Regions from separate parts of the Mus musculus genome. Here region 2 is linked to region 1. The links are chromatin contacts, called in public HiChIP or PLAC-seq maps. All regions are on one chromosome and are shown on one strand. Each heading gives the region's core, a stretch centred on a gene start, on an enhancer-like site or on the middle of the called end of the contact. The rest is flanking DNA. Distances are from core to core; before and after follow the strand shown.

Region 1 (7,506 bases), core at 583-3,082:
CACGAGAGACAATGCCTTTCAAGCAAATCAGAACCTCAGTATGCTGTCCTCTGTCTCTGCTTTCTGTCCACAGCGGTGTGAAGAAGTGCTCTCTTGTGAGCATGATACTCTACCACGCTCAATCTGGTAACTCACTGGGTAGCTCAACCTATAATCCCAGCACGAGGGAGGTGGAGACAGAGGACCAGGATCCAGGAGTTCAAGCATCTACTGCCATACGGCAAATGTAATGTAGCCTAAACTACAGGAAGGGGACTGTACCTCCAGAGGACTGGGCGATGGCTCAATTGGCAATATATCTGATCTGTAACCCTGAGTTTGGTCCCTAAGCATTCCCATAAAAGCCCGGCAGGGTAACAGCACCTGTAAGCCTAGTGCTGCGGAATGACTTATAATCCACATTATTTCAGTTTTCTGCTGCCGTGCCCAAGGTCAACCATATATACATATGCACACCGCTTTAGAATACTATAACTGTCATCTCAACACTTAGTCCATAGTGTGTGACAAATGAAAACTAATCAACTTGTATTAAACCTTAATAAAATAGAGGACTTGTAATATGGCTTCAGTAGATAAGGGTGCTTGCTACCAAGTTCCACCACCTGAGTGTAAACCTTGAGACCCGCATGATAAAAGAACAGACTTCTGACCTCCACATAAACATCTTCAATTCTTGATCTTGCTTCCATTTTCTTGAGAAGATTTGTATATCCAGAAGCAAGACAACAGGGTCACAACGTAATCGTTTCTGGGTTTTTCTGTTTTTCTTTTTGAAGCAGGGACATAACCTTTTTCCTTACAGTCCCATCAACAGCACATAAAAGTTCCTGAGGTTTTATTAACATTCCAACGCTTCCTTAAGAAAATCAATGAGCATAGTTGCTAGTGTTTGACATTCATAATGATCAAGCAACCTCAGAGGACCTGGGGGTACAAATGGGAGGTGTGAGAAGCCAACAAAATAGAGTTTAAATTTCTCCCAGCCTCTGTGGCCACGAAAAGTGCGGATAGATCCCAAACCTGGCATAGCTGGGGGGGGGGGGGGAGCACAAGTTCGGGAAGACAGGCTGTGGACAACAGATTATTCATGTCACAAGAGTTTACACATAACAGGTGTAGAAGTGCTGGGACGTTCCTTGCCCATTAATGGAAATGCGCCAGAGACTAAAGTCAAGAAGACAGATAAGGTGGTATCTTCGGTGATTCACACACACCCCTCCCTGCTGCTCCCTTTCTTTGTTTCATTTTCCTCCTCTTAACTCTGAAAGATAAACCCTCCAGAAAATTAAGAAAAAAAAATGTCCTGAAAGTTTTAGTGTCGTCAGCATTTCTCGCTCATGAGGTAAGTCTCTTAATACTAAAAGTTAGTTTGATAATCTGGTTCCTCTTGACAACATACTTTTACAGGATCTGGTAGAACGGGCACATAAAGAGGCCACAGATGTGTCCCGGGCTTACGTATACCACATTCTCTCTGCTCCTGCGGGCAATATTAAGCTACGGAATGAAAGACACATCTGGCTTTCTTGCTAGTAAGACCAGAAAGGTAGAGAGTAGCTCTGAGCCTCACTCTGGGGTTCATTTCCTCGGCTACCTCTCACTCATCCCGGGCATTTCCAGAGCGTGGGTCTGTCTGTGGCGCTTCATCCTGTTTCTGTAAATCCGCAGCCTTTCCCATTACATCCCCACCCCGAGTCAGATGGAAGGCTTTCCTGTTTGGCCACAGTGTGGTCTGTCCTCCCGGGACCCTCTTCTCAGCCATAGTCTTTCTCTGGCCCAGGGATGCATGGTGTGGGGCCTTCAGCGGAGACCGGAAGCGGAAGCAGGGGACAGCAGCTACACTTCCGGCCATAGCCTCAGAGGCAGCCATTGCTGCATGCCCAGCCAGCACCACCACACATGATGCTAAAGTGCCTGTACCGGCTCTAACTTCTCCCGCGGGTTAGCAGAGAGCCACAGGCACAGGTGGCTGTGTCTGCACGAGCAGGGCAGGTCTCCATGTGGGCACCATGCTGCCTGTCACTAACTTCACTCCACAGACAGGAAAGTCCAGTGCTCATATTCCTTAAACGCACTTGAGCACATTTCTCTGGACAAGTTCCTTACAGACCCGAGGTGCTGGCATTTGGAGCTACTAGTGCCTCCCTTAGCCCCTGGAATAGTGACTACCATCAACTTCCTGGCTCTACTTAAGTGTGTTTTCCTGGACTACACAGGAAGGATATGAGAGAAAAATGCACATATGCTGTACGTATCTGATAAAGGTTATGGGGAACATCGTAAAATTTGGAAAGAAAATAGAACAAAACAAGCATTTGGCTCGTACCTTCACTGGCCATATTATTTTTAGAAACATGTTTGTTTTCTGGTCTTTTTACCAAAAGCCAGGAGACAATTTGTCAGCAAGAAAAGGGAAAGACAAGAATGAATAATGATAAATAGCTAAAATTATACTCTAAGACAAAATTGTGTAACAGATAAATCAACTCCTATGTTTAAAAAAAAAAAGTTCTTGAGAGAAAAAGGAAAAAAAAAAGGACTGAAACAGCTGAATACAAAACTCATCTTAAGTTTGTTTTTCTGAATGTCAGCCTGATAAAATCAATTTTAATGTTTCAACCTATAATCCGGACAACTCCAGGTCAAATTGCTACACATACCATGGCAAGGGAGTACAAACATTTACAGGCTCATTATTCATTCTGTTAATTTTATGACGCACCCATATGCATGGGCCTCTGTTGGGAAAAAAAAAACAAAGCCAGTTCTATGAATTCAACATAGTGAATTATAAAAGAAAACACAAGCAAACTATGTGGAAGCCTGCCACAGCATCAGTAAGCTATGCCCCCCACAAACCCCCAGCCTCAAACAAGCACTGAAACAGGACATGGCTGAGAGCACTAATGTGGACTTTCGTGTTAAAGAACCACAGTGGGTACCAACTTGCCCTATTTAAAAGAACTGGATGTGTTGGGGTGTGGGGGTCCATCTTAGGGAAACTGGAACCCCAATGAAGAAGAGTAATCAGGTTAATAAAGGATCTGAAAACTACGACACAGAAATTGTTGGGGGACCAGTGACGTGACTATTGCCAGGTAAAGGTGCTTGCCGCCAAGTCTGATGGACAGCCTGAGTCTGATCCCTGAAACCACGTGTCCGAAAAGAAAGCACAACTCCTACAAGATTCACATATATAAGGTGTCACCTAGAGGGGACTAACACTAGCTTATCGACTCCCAAGGCCAGATGGACGGGACATGTCTTCTTTGGAAGTATTTCAAGACCCTTTTATTTTCTTTCCGTTTATCCTAGTAGAGATTATAAATTGCTTGAGGCCAGTGATGTTGTCCTTCCCCTAAACCAAGAAAACCTTTAGTTTTAGCTAATAGGTATATAGACTTCTACAAACTCACCAACAAAAGGAAAAACACCAAGAAAAAAAAAGGAGAATTAAACAACAAATATGAGCTAATTAGGACTTTTAGAAATAGAGCAGATACAACAACTGACTGATTTTTTTGTTCCTAGGGAGAACAAAAGATCACTAACTTCCTTTGCCCTCACACACAGCCCTTGATATGTTTATCTTATGTTCTACTATTACTGGGCTTAATTAACATCACAGCACTTCAGAGTATGAAGAGTGTTGTCACTCTCCACTGCTACTAACTTCTTCATTTTAAAATACAGACAAAACGTAGGCTTAAAAACCGCATAAACACCATAGCCCTAGTTTTGGCCTGCAATTCATGATTTATTCAATCATTATAAGAGATAACTTCAATAAAGACAGAACCTGGATCTCAAGCCATGGAGTGTAGTCGCTATGTCTGAAGTTACCATTTCATCAGTTTCTACCACATCCTAGAGAACTGATCAGATCCTGTACATAATATGTGTATATGTCTAGACAGACAGACAGACAGACAGACAGACAGATACACATTCATCCCTGATGATCCTGACATCGTAACTGTCCCCATTTAACAGCTAAGGTAAATGAGGCTCAGTGCCCAGAGCCAATCCCTTGGAGTGTGGCTTTAAATCTAGGCTCTGTGACTCTAAAACCCTTTGTTTTCTTTACTGGACTGGACCATTTTAAGCATTGTTCTTCTGAACTGCCCCAGGACTCTAAGACCACATTTCCCAAGTGTTTGAAGAGGTCCCAAGGAGGGAAAGCATGCTTCACTGCTAAGAGCCAAGGGCTTCAGGCCCTTCTCGAACTGGTTCCAAACAATCAGCGCACACAGAACAAAGAGCTATTCTTAGATTTGTATCGGCAAATCTTAGTAAGTCTTATGGAATTAGTTTTTCATAAATTATTACCCTTAAAAGCCACAGGACAATGTTCAGGTGAGTAACATAAATTATTCCTAATTTGGTATAAATACTCTAGAAAGATAAACCCACAAAAAAACAGGATATTTTAAGTCAAAATACAAAAATCTCTATTTGTCACATAATTAAGTGGCTATTGAAAGATAATTTTTTTTTTCAACATTCTGTTAAGTCATCTTAAATTAGGCCCGGGAACGAAATGGAATCCCTTTTAGTAATGACTTGTTTTCTTTGAAAGTTCATGTTTGGGTCAGCCAAGTTTTAACAGTAAAATTATATTGCTGTGTTGTCAAGTGGGGAGGGGGAGCCGCTTTATCTCAACCAACTGCAGGATGCCGTATCTATCAGGCTTGTACTTAAAGGAGGGGTCTAGTCCTAAGCAAAAGGCATCATTGTTAGAGAAAAGACTTGCCCAGGGTTTTTACTCAAGAGTCCACATATAAGACTCAAGGAGAAGTTAGCTCTAGAAAGGGATGTTTCCAGAGCTGGAGGTTTTCTAGGGCCAATGAAATAGCTAAGTTAAAAGATTTTCCTTTTGCTATCTTATGCTTTTAGTGAGGCAGCAAAATGTGTGGGAATGTCTCCCCCCTAATCATTTTGGGCTTGAGACAGTCTTGCCATTCAGCCCAAGCTAGCTTCTAACTCTGCCCCAGGCTCCCAACTGCAGAGATTCCAGGTGTGTCCTACAGCCTAATACAGCCACCCTTGAGGCCACCACGACAAAGAGAAGACATCCATTCCATGCAAGGAAAGACTTTAAGTCCTTAAGGAACCGTGGGCTCTTCAGTGACCACTCTTAGCAACCAGAGCACAACATAAACAAGACCTTACAAGGCCAGCTTTTCTACAGTGTGCCATCTAATGGGAGACTTAGACGCAGCTTATCACAGGCCGAGGTGAAAGGTTACATTCTGGGCTGTAGTCAGTTTATTTAAACTGTAGAATTACTTCAAGCTAAAGAAGAGCAATTGGGAGCAGACCATTGGAAGCTGAGTTGTCCCTCTTCCCTCGGTGAAAACCATGTGCCAAGCAGTAAAACCAAGGGTCAGGGGCTCGCTCTCCTCCACCGAAACACAGTCATCTGGAGCCGAGAACAAACCAAAGCTCAATTCCCATCCACCCCGCCCGCCACAGCTATCACATGTACGTACTGATTGAGACTTTTAAAGTGCAAGATCTAAAAGTACTGTAATATGCTTAAAAAATAAATAAATAACACAAAGGACTTATCCTGCCACAGCGGATTGAACGCATACTCTACCATTGACACACAGCACCTCTTTCCATTGCCCCTGCCAGAAAGGAAAAAGGTCGCCTTCATCTTTACACTTCAGCAGTTTACACAGCATCCTAACAGGAGATACATCTTTAAAAGTAACTGAATTCTAAGATGCTCTTTTAGCCGCCCTTAAGCAAGCATCCACGAGGAAGCACAGTGATGGCCTTTAGGAGAAACCACTAAACGCGGTTCACGTACACCTGTATGAAATAAAGGGGCGTCTTTACATTTAACAGCTGAGGCCAGCCACTAGGAGCGATGATGCTCTTCACATGGCATTGAAGGATCTCCACTATTGCAGTTTTTGTTCTCGGATGTACTTCGTACAGTACTTTAGGGAAGAGGTCAACGTTACTGAGTAACTCACTAGAGACGGGTTTCTTTACAAGAGTTCAAAACTGTTCCAAAATACATTTTCCTGCCGTGCACAATTAAGCCCCTGCACTCCCCGTGGAGGTACCGTTCCCACATTATAGGAAAGCACCAGGACTTGTTACCAGAGGCAGTAAGGTGACTGTTTTCATCACACTGCCTGCCATCTTACAACATCTCAGAATTATTTTTTTTTAGATTTGCCAACTTGTACTCTGTGTACAACGATAATCAAAAGTATGTTTTATTTTTTCCCAGCATGGGAGCAGGGGTTGTTCACATCCAGGCTTGGTATGCGCTAAGAAGTGTTCTATTGATAAGCGACAAACCTCCCTTTTTGCTTAAGATAGGAGTCTCATTATAGCGACCCCCGGCTACTGGGCTCAACCAATCCACAAGACTAGGCTCTGAACATCCACCAACTTGGATTCCCTTACTAAATGACAGTTACTGCAGCTTAGGTATTTAATTATTAAATTACTATTATTTAATTTCTTCTCTCCCTCCATCACATTAATCCTAGCACTCTAATCCCAGCACTTGGGAGGCAGAGGCAGGCGGATTTCTGAGTTCAATTGAAGCCAGCCTAGTCTACAGAGTGAGTTCCACAACAGAGAAACCTTGTCTCAAAAAACCTAGCACTAACATCACAAAAAGGTAGACATTCTGAAAACAAAGGACCATGGCAAATGTGCATGTCTATTTGAACATGGACTCTGGAGATAATGGAGCCACAAAGTGGAACACATGCAGCCACCAGCAATCCAAAGAACAAAGGAGACAGCTCGACTGCCAGGAACATTTCAGACCTGCTGTAATGGGGTGAATGTTGATACAAACACAAGATGAATGACTGGGTATATTTATATTCTACTGCAAAAACTCTGGGCTGGGTGTCGTTCAACCACTGGGTGGTTAAGGACTCTGACACTGTCAGTATCTTAACTGTTCCGCCATTTTATTTTATTTTATTTTATTTTTAATAAGGTGAAAATACCTTTCAGGAGGTTAATTTAGGCAGCACTAGAAAATACTACAAAAGAGAGCCTCCTAGACACAAGCTATGTCTAAATATAGGGTCTCCCAAACAGAATGAGGAAGTCCGTGCCATTGCCCCACCACTGCCCTTCTCAGATCCTCTGCCACCCATCCATCCATCCACCCGCAGGACCAGCCTGTCACCACTGACAGACACAGCCCTGACCTGGTGTTATCATCCCAGCTGCAGGGCCCTCGGCTTCTTTATCTGCAGAGGGAAAGAAGGCTACTGAATAGGTTTGGTTCTCCAGTTCTAAGACAGGATTAGCATTATGACTTTCATGGGATATTTGTGGCCTACAGACAAAAATGACAAAGGAAAAGCCGTACACTTGATAGTTTTGGAAAATCACTTGACTTGCTCTAAAAGAAGGAGACAAACGTCCTTCGTGTGACAAAGGTAGAAGGTAGCCTCCCCACACTCTCACCTCCAAAGCTTGTTAGGGCTAATCAAAAAGAAAGTTTGTCTCAAC
Region 2 (6,828 bases), core at 2,116-4,615, 110 kb before region 1:
CTCCTTCCTCTTCCTCATTGTTGTTGTTGGAATGGAAGTGTTAACTGCTTCTCTTCCCTTTGAAGGTGGGAGAAGCTTCAGTCACACAGCCTTCTTCTAACTAAATCATAAAAAGCAGAGCACACTGGTGGCCCTGTCACTGCTGCCTTCCAGGTCACACAGCCTCCAGCACTTGACATACTTTTGCCGTTTTCTCTTTCTCTTGTGTCCGTGTCTCTGTTTCACTCTTTCCTTCTTTCTTTGTTGAGACCGTGTCTCACTATGTATCCTCATTGTTTGCCTGGAACTTGCTGTTAGGCAGGGCTGGCCTTGAACTTGTGGAGGTCTGCCTACTTTGCCTCCTGAGTGCCTGCCAGGGTTTAAGGTATTTCTTTGTTTTCTTAGTTAAATCTAAGATGTACTAATTTAGGCCCAGGACAGATACTATTCAAGGTGAATTTTGATCACCAAAAATGCTGTGGTTTATACAAATTTATGGTAAAATAATTACTGTCTTGGTACAGAATTCCAGAAACTGTGGAGGAGTGTCACTGTGGATTCAATGGATGAGGAGAAAATTGAAGAGTATCTGAAGCGACAGGGTATTTCTTCCATGCAGGAATCTGGACCAAAGAAAGTGGTATGTATTCTTTAGAAAAGCAGTTTAGTCGCTTCTTCTGAACGGTTAGCTGCTCCTCATCCTGCTGTCCAAGAGTGAGGGAGGGATTCCCTCTGATGGAGACAGCACAGAAATTCATCGCCTCTCATTTTACTGACTTAATGCCCAGGAGAGTTGTGTTTTGCTTTTGTGCCTGCCTGCTCTTTTCCAATGGAGGTTTATAAAGCCTTGTGGTATCAGAAGGCACAGCTCTAGATGGAGGCTGGGTGTACTGTGAATGGGGTGTTTGAGGTCGGACCTCCAAGCAAGAACCAGGAAAGGCTCAGAACCCTGTGCTTTGAGCTTGTTGAGTAAATCTTAACCTTCTGTCCCCTAGGGTCACTTGTGTTTAACTGTCTTTACCTTGTCCTGCAGGCCTCTATTCAGAGAAGGAAAAAGCCTGCTTCACAGAAAAAGCGACGGTTTAAGACTCACAATGAACACTTGGCTGGAGTGCTGAAGGATTACTCGGACATTACCCCGGGCAAATAGGGAACACTTTTATTCCTAAACACAGTTACAGACACGCAGTCGAGATCTTTCTTGATGCTTGGGATCTCAAGACTGTCTGCCTTCCTGCCTGCTCCTCAGGCCTGAGAGAGGAGCTGCTCAGTTTACAGAACAGGAGCGGGTTACCAGACTCATTCTTTTCATCCAGCAGGCTAGTGGGAAGGAATGGGTGTTCCTGTTTAACTTTCTGGGTTTGTTTGTTTTATTTTATTAGAAAGACACTTATATGACACTCAGGTGTCTGCTATTTATCTTGATTTCTAAATGGTTCTGGATTCCATGTTTTCTCTATTCGTTTAGAAGAAGTTGGAGGATGGTGCTGAATGCAGTTTTGTTTATTCCAAGAAAAAATATTTATAATAAAATCATTTGTAGGAAGATGTTTAAGAAGTTAGGAAATTCAGTTTGTCTCTTACTTCTTGAAAATGGCAGGGAGCAGCTGCAGCCCCTGACTTGTCTGGGGGGATGTTTAGGATATGACAGAGGTTAGAGTCAGTACTGTTGGCGTAAGGATTTCATCTTTGGAACACAGGGTATGCCTCTGGTTAATAAGCTAAGCAATAAAATTACACGAAATATAAATGTTAATGCTTTGTTTTAAAAAGCTAAGCCAGCATTTACTAAGTTGGATTCATGATTTGCTACCACCCTGAACATGGATAGGGAAACTCCTTGCCAACCTGAACATCAGCTTCACCATATCCTGGCTCTCCCCTGAGAGCTGGCGTGGCGGACTCTGGTGAGGGCCCTCTGTCACCTGTTAACAGTCCGTGCAGTTCCAGTCAGAGCCATTACCAAGATGGTGAAGTTGGAGGGTTCCCTCTGATGTGTGCCACGCTCCTGAGGGGAGTCACAAGTCTCGTCTTACATATTAAGTGATGTTGGAATACAGAAACCAGGTTTGGCGTCCTCAGGAAAGGTGGGGCTCTGGGCCTCTGGGGAGTGTTCTGGTACTTCACATCTTCCTCACCTCCAGCTCTAAAATACGGTCTAAGCAGACGTCAGTCTGGGTTCCCGTAGTCAGAAGGTAAGAAATTTACCCCCTTGCCTGGTGTCTGAAGGCTTTTGCTGGTAAGGATTTATAATAGTTATGGCATCAAATTAGCTTTCCCCATAAAGCTAGAACTCACTTATCTCCCAGCAGGTACCTCCATTTGCAACCATGTTCTCCAAGCTAAGTTATGGCCCAGGTCTGAAAGTGCAAGTCTGTCTGTCTTACTGCTTTGTCTGGCTTTATAAGGAGGCAGACTTGAGGCCTGCTCAGATACATGCCTTACCACCAGGTCTGTGTCCCAGTGATTTCTAGCTCAGTCTGTCTCGTCCTTAGGGACTGGCCTGATAATTGATTCTAATTTTTTATCTCCACAGAAATGAAGAAACTAAATCTAGCAAAACAAAGTTTGTTCACTAGTTGGCAAACTTGCAAATTCTCTGATTTGGTTTCACTCACTTGCATTGTCTTGCAAACAGTTCCCTTTGTTATTCTCTCTGCTGAAGTACTAGACTATATCCCTGGGTGGTGTGTAGGGAGTAGGTGGTTGTGTTCAGTGACCATAATAAAAAAGAAAGGATTCTGGCAGCAGCTCTTCTGGGTGACTAAAGACAATTTCAAGTTGAAGTCTTGGTCTCACCTCTGCCAGTTTGTGTCAGATCTGCTGCCATTTAGAAGCAGGTGGGAATGGGCATGGTTGGGAGAGTTAAAAGGCATCTGATCTATAATTCATCACAATCACAAGAGGCTTTTAGGGCTAGCTAAGAGAGATGTAGTGGAACTTAGATAAAGTATAAAAAAAATGACCATTTGGCTGCTGCTGTCACAGCCTGTAAATATGGTCAGATGATGGGTGGACCCAGGGGATGGAGAAACACTCAAGACTAGTTGATGTGAGTGCTGGGGAAAGCCGATGGAGGGACTTTGGTCCCGCTTCTTCTAGGGAGTGTGTGGATGCAGTCCTGGATTCCTCTCCTGAGCCTTTGTTTGCAGTCACTAGAGTGGAAGAAGCTTGCTCTGAAGGTAGGCACTCATGTGGGACAAATACATCTGGATTGTGAATTTCCCAGTCCTTATAATGGCAATCATACCAGGCATAGAAGGTGAAACTCAGTGCCCCTTTTTTTTCTAGTACCGCTTTTTTTTACTTTGGTTCATTTTGGGGAAGTTTGGGGTTTTTCTCAGGTTTCACTGACTGCTGTTTGCTAGCTGAGACTAGTTCTGTGCCTGGGAAGCAGTGACGCCCTCTTGTCTGTCTCACTGTTGTCTGTGCAGCTGCATGTGCTGCACGTGGGACAGGTCGTCGCTTCCCAGACGGGACAGGGTCTGACTTTGCCCCTCTTGTGGTTCTAGAGTAGAAGCACACTTTCCTTCATGAAGGGTTTTCCACTAGAAATAAATAGGAATGGCTAGTCCTTGGCCATAACACCTTAAACATGTCTTGTCTTGGAAGCTGAGTGTGATCTGGCACAGTTAATACATGTATAGGAGGAACACGTGCCTCCTTAGCAGACTGACAGGCCCTCTGGAAGTTGGTTAGCACATTCCTGTGACCTTGTGACATTTCACCTGACCAGGACACTGCATACACGTGGCTCTGGGTAAGTACCTAGGACCTACACAACAGCCAGCTCTAGAAATATCAAAAACTGCTTTATTTTTGCACTTGACTAATACTGTAGGACACTGAACATGTTTGGCAGTCCTTACATTGAAATCCTCTGTTGTAGTTTCAGGAGAAAACTGCTCCTTTGTCCATGTAAATATTTTAATTTGAACATTATCTCAAAGGGCATTTAGGCCTGTTTTTGCTCAAAAGACACCTTGGGTGAAATTTAAGCATTTGACCTAATCATTTCTCACTGGGGATAGGGCTGGGGAAGGCCTGGCTTTGTAGTTCATTTCTGCATCCTATCTCAGCTCCATGAACGCCAGGGTCACAAGAATGTGTTGCTGTACCCAACTTCTAATCTGCATCACATCAGTGAGGCATGCATGTGAGCAGTTGAGACAAAGGCTACACTATTGGGTTATTTAAAGTTCTCTCTTAACAAAACAAAACATGCATTGCCTACATGTATGTCTGTGTGAGGGTGTCAGATCTTGGAGTTACGAATAGTTGTAAGCTGCCATGTGGGTGGTGGGATTTGAACCTGGATCCCCTTAAGCACCAAGCCGACTCTCCAGCCCCTCATTTTGTTTTTTTTTTTCCCAGACAGGGTTTCTCTCTGTAGCCCTGGCTGGTTTGGAACTCCCTCTGTAGACCAAACTGGCCTCAAATTCAGGTCTGCCTGCCTCAGGTGCTGGGGTTGGGTTAAAGGGATGCACCACCACCCAGACTTTACTGGGGCTTCTTCTGGTCAGGTTATGTTAAGAGTTTGTGAGAAGACTTTCCACCGCCCCCAATAAAGGTACAGCAGTAAAGGAGAGCTTGTGGGTATCACTGGGCTACAAAGGAGGACAGTATGAAACCGTTCTTGCAGGATGGCTTTTGAAACCTGGGCAGAGCAAGGCAGTTGATGGAGGGTTAGTATTGGTTCTGGTTGATAATTTGGATACTTCAATCAAAGTGCCAACTGCATATAGTTTGTTTAACACCAGTCATTAAAAGTTTTAAGGGGGGCTGGAGAAATGGCTCAGAGCACCAACTGCTCTTCCAAAGGTCCTGAGTTCAAATCCCAGCAACCACATGGTGGCTCACAACCATCCGTAACAAAATCTGATGCCCTCTTCCGGAGTGTCTGAAGCTACAGTGTACTTACATATAATCTTTTTTAAAAAAAGTTTTAAGCATTTTGAGTATTTCAGAGAATCAGTATTTAGAGATCATGTCACTAGTTAGTGAAATCCTCCCGTCTTCCAAAAATATCGTAAATTGTTTTGTCATTGAGAACATAGCCCTAGTTTAAAAGTTAAAGAAGGAAGAGAGCTAGTTTCACTGAGCAGTTAGCAGCTGTCTTGTCCCAGTGGCCAGGAGAATGGGGCACAGCTGTCTGCATTTCTAGCATGGAGCTTGTCTTGCCTGAGCTCTCAGCAGTCATCGGGCTTCGGTTACTTAGACACAAGAAGTCATGATTTTTGAAATTGAGAATTCAGGGTGCTGGCTGGCTTTCTCACTCTTGGACTCAGGCCTCCTGGGCTTATGAACCCTCACCACCATTGTCTGGTTAGTTCTGAAGGATGTTCATTGTGCCACATAACTAAGTATGCCACATGTTGGAATGGGGCAGTACTAGTTGCAAAGTTGTTCATGAAATGTGGGCAGACATGCAGGCACTGGGTCCGGTTAATCTGAAGTACAGATGTGATTTAACTAGAGGCGTTCTCATTTGGACACGTAAGACTCAATAGTCATGTCAGTTGTGATGCAGTTGTGGGGAGAGTCCATTTGGCTCAGTTACCATTCCTTTTAAGCCTATGTAAAGTGAGACCTTTTGAACCCTTTCCTAATCCCAAGTTAACTGGTTCCCAAAGACCCTGCATTCATTTCTGCTCAATAGTGAGAGCAGCTGTTGGTGCTTGTAGAGAAAGTTAGTGAAGTAGGTGTTAAGTGCTTGGTCAGTGGGTATGTATCTGACTGACCCTCAAGGCCTCTTGTGGAAAATGCATACAGATGTGACATGACAAGTTAAGATTGCTTGAGGTAGTGACCCTCCAGTGATTAGCCTGTGTGTGGTAGTCTCTGGTGTCTTAAGAGTTGGAGCCTCTAGACTAGTTAGGAACAGCTAACTTGAAGACAAAGCCACACAGATCAGTTTGTTCACACAGAACAGTCTTCGTTAATAATTCCAAGAGCTGGAGGGTGTTGGTGAAAGATACACTAGTTGTCTTTGTGAGTGCCAAATGACCAGAAAGCAGTGACTATGTCTTGGTTTTGGTGGCTAGTCTCTGAAAAAAATATCAGAGCCTAAGACTGCAAATTATCAGTGTTTAAGACTGCAAGTCACCAGTGACTACTGAACATTTAAGAGGTGAGCGTCGGGCTGGAGATGGAACTCAGGTACTTGCCTAGCAGACTCCTAAAACCCTGCATGCCAATCCTGGGAATCCTGCACTGGGAGGTGAGGCAAGGAGCACCAAAAGCTCTGGGGATCCATAAGACCTGGGGTGGAGTAAAGGGTAACTGAGAGTATGTAGAATACTATCATCTTGGCTAGATCAGCAGCCACGTTTTTTCTAGATGTGATGTGGGTGGTCTAAGAGGATATTATACCCATGGACCTCAAGTTACTGCTGGGAGTCACTAGATCTAGGTACTGGGAACCTCACTCCAGTCCTCTACTAACTTCTGAGTCATCTGCGTCGTGTGTGCGCCCCCCCCCCCCCCCGCAACAAACAGGGTCTCAGTGTTTGGTTCTGGCTGTCCTGAAACTCACTATGTAGACCAGGCTGGCCTCAGTCTCCTGGGATTTAAGGTGTATGCACCTGTGCTTGGAAGAACCATAACAATTTTGACTTCAAACTGTAAAGGTCCATAATTTGCCAAAGAATGACACCCTGGACTCAAATAGTAAGCAAAGAGTACTTTATTCTGTACAAGTTCAGAATGCTGGGGTGTATGTACCATGTACCAAGGTGGATGTACCCCAGTGAGCTTGCAGGCCTGATTTAAAGTATATTAGGGGAATTCGGGGTGAGTGTGTGTCTGTCGGGGGGTGGGGTGGGAAGGAGGTGACCTCTATCTTAATCT

What was found. HiChIP or PLAC-seq counts read pairs in DNA pulled down with a chosen protein or histone mark.
Region 2: a contact with region 1 is called in an H3K27ac HiChIP or PLAC-seq map of embryonic stem cells, with 6 read pairs. The contact joins two enhancer-like sites. A contact is called at or near these places in 1 of 15 datasets of contacts at CTCF or cohesin (embryonic stem cells), 11 of 484 Hi-C or Micro-C datasets (Sertoli cells, embryonic stem cells, extraembryonic ectoderm and 5 more), 6 of 115 datasets of contacts at active chromatin or transcription factors (embryonic stem cells, extraembryonic endoderm stem cells, heart atrium and 2 more) and 4 of 9 other capture datasets (adipose tissue, embryonic stem cells, liver and 1 more).

What each region holds. Positions count from the first base shown.
Region 1 is chr8:33,884,004-33,891,509 of GRCm38.p6, forward strand. The region is part of intron 1 of Rbpms (RNA binding protein gene with multiple splicing); the gene reads right to left. Among named protein-coding and RNA genes, the nearest start is that of Gm51528, 36 kb to the right of the region's middle. Within about 2 kb of position 1,833, at least 64 of the 459 cell types and tissues checked have an H3K27ac peak or open chromatin away from gene starts, as enhancers often do. A contact at or near this core is called in embryonic stem cells, where this site is marked.
Region 2 is chr8:33,775,441-33,782,268 of GRCm38.p6, forward strand. It overlaps Gtf2e2 (general transcription factor II E, polypeptide 2 (beta subunit)), which reads left to right. Exons shown (of 8, transcript NM_026584.3): 7 at 504-619; 8 at 1,013-1,733. The coding sequence ends at 1,129. Among named protein-coding and RNA genes, the nearest start is that of Smim18, 31 kb to the left of the region's middle. Within about 2 kb of position 3,366, at least 12 of the 459 cell types and tissues checked have an H3K27ac peak or open chromatin away from gene starts, as enhancers often do. A contact at or near this core is called in embryonic stem cells, where this site is marked.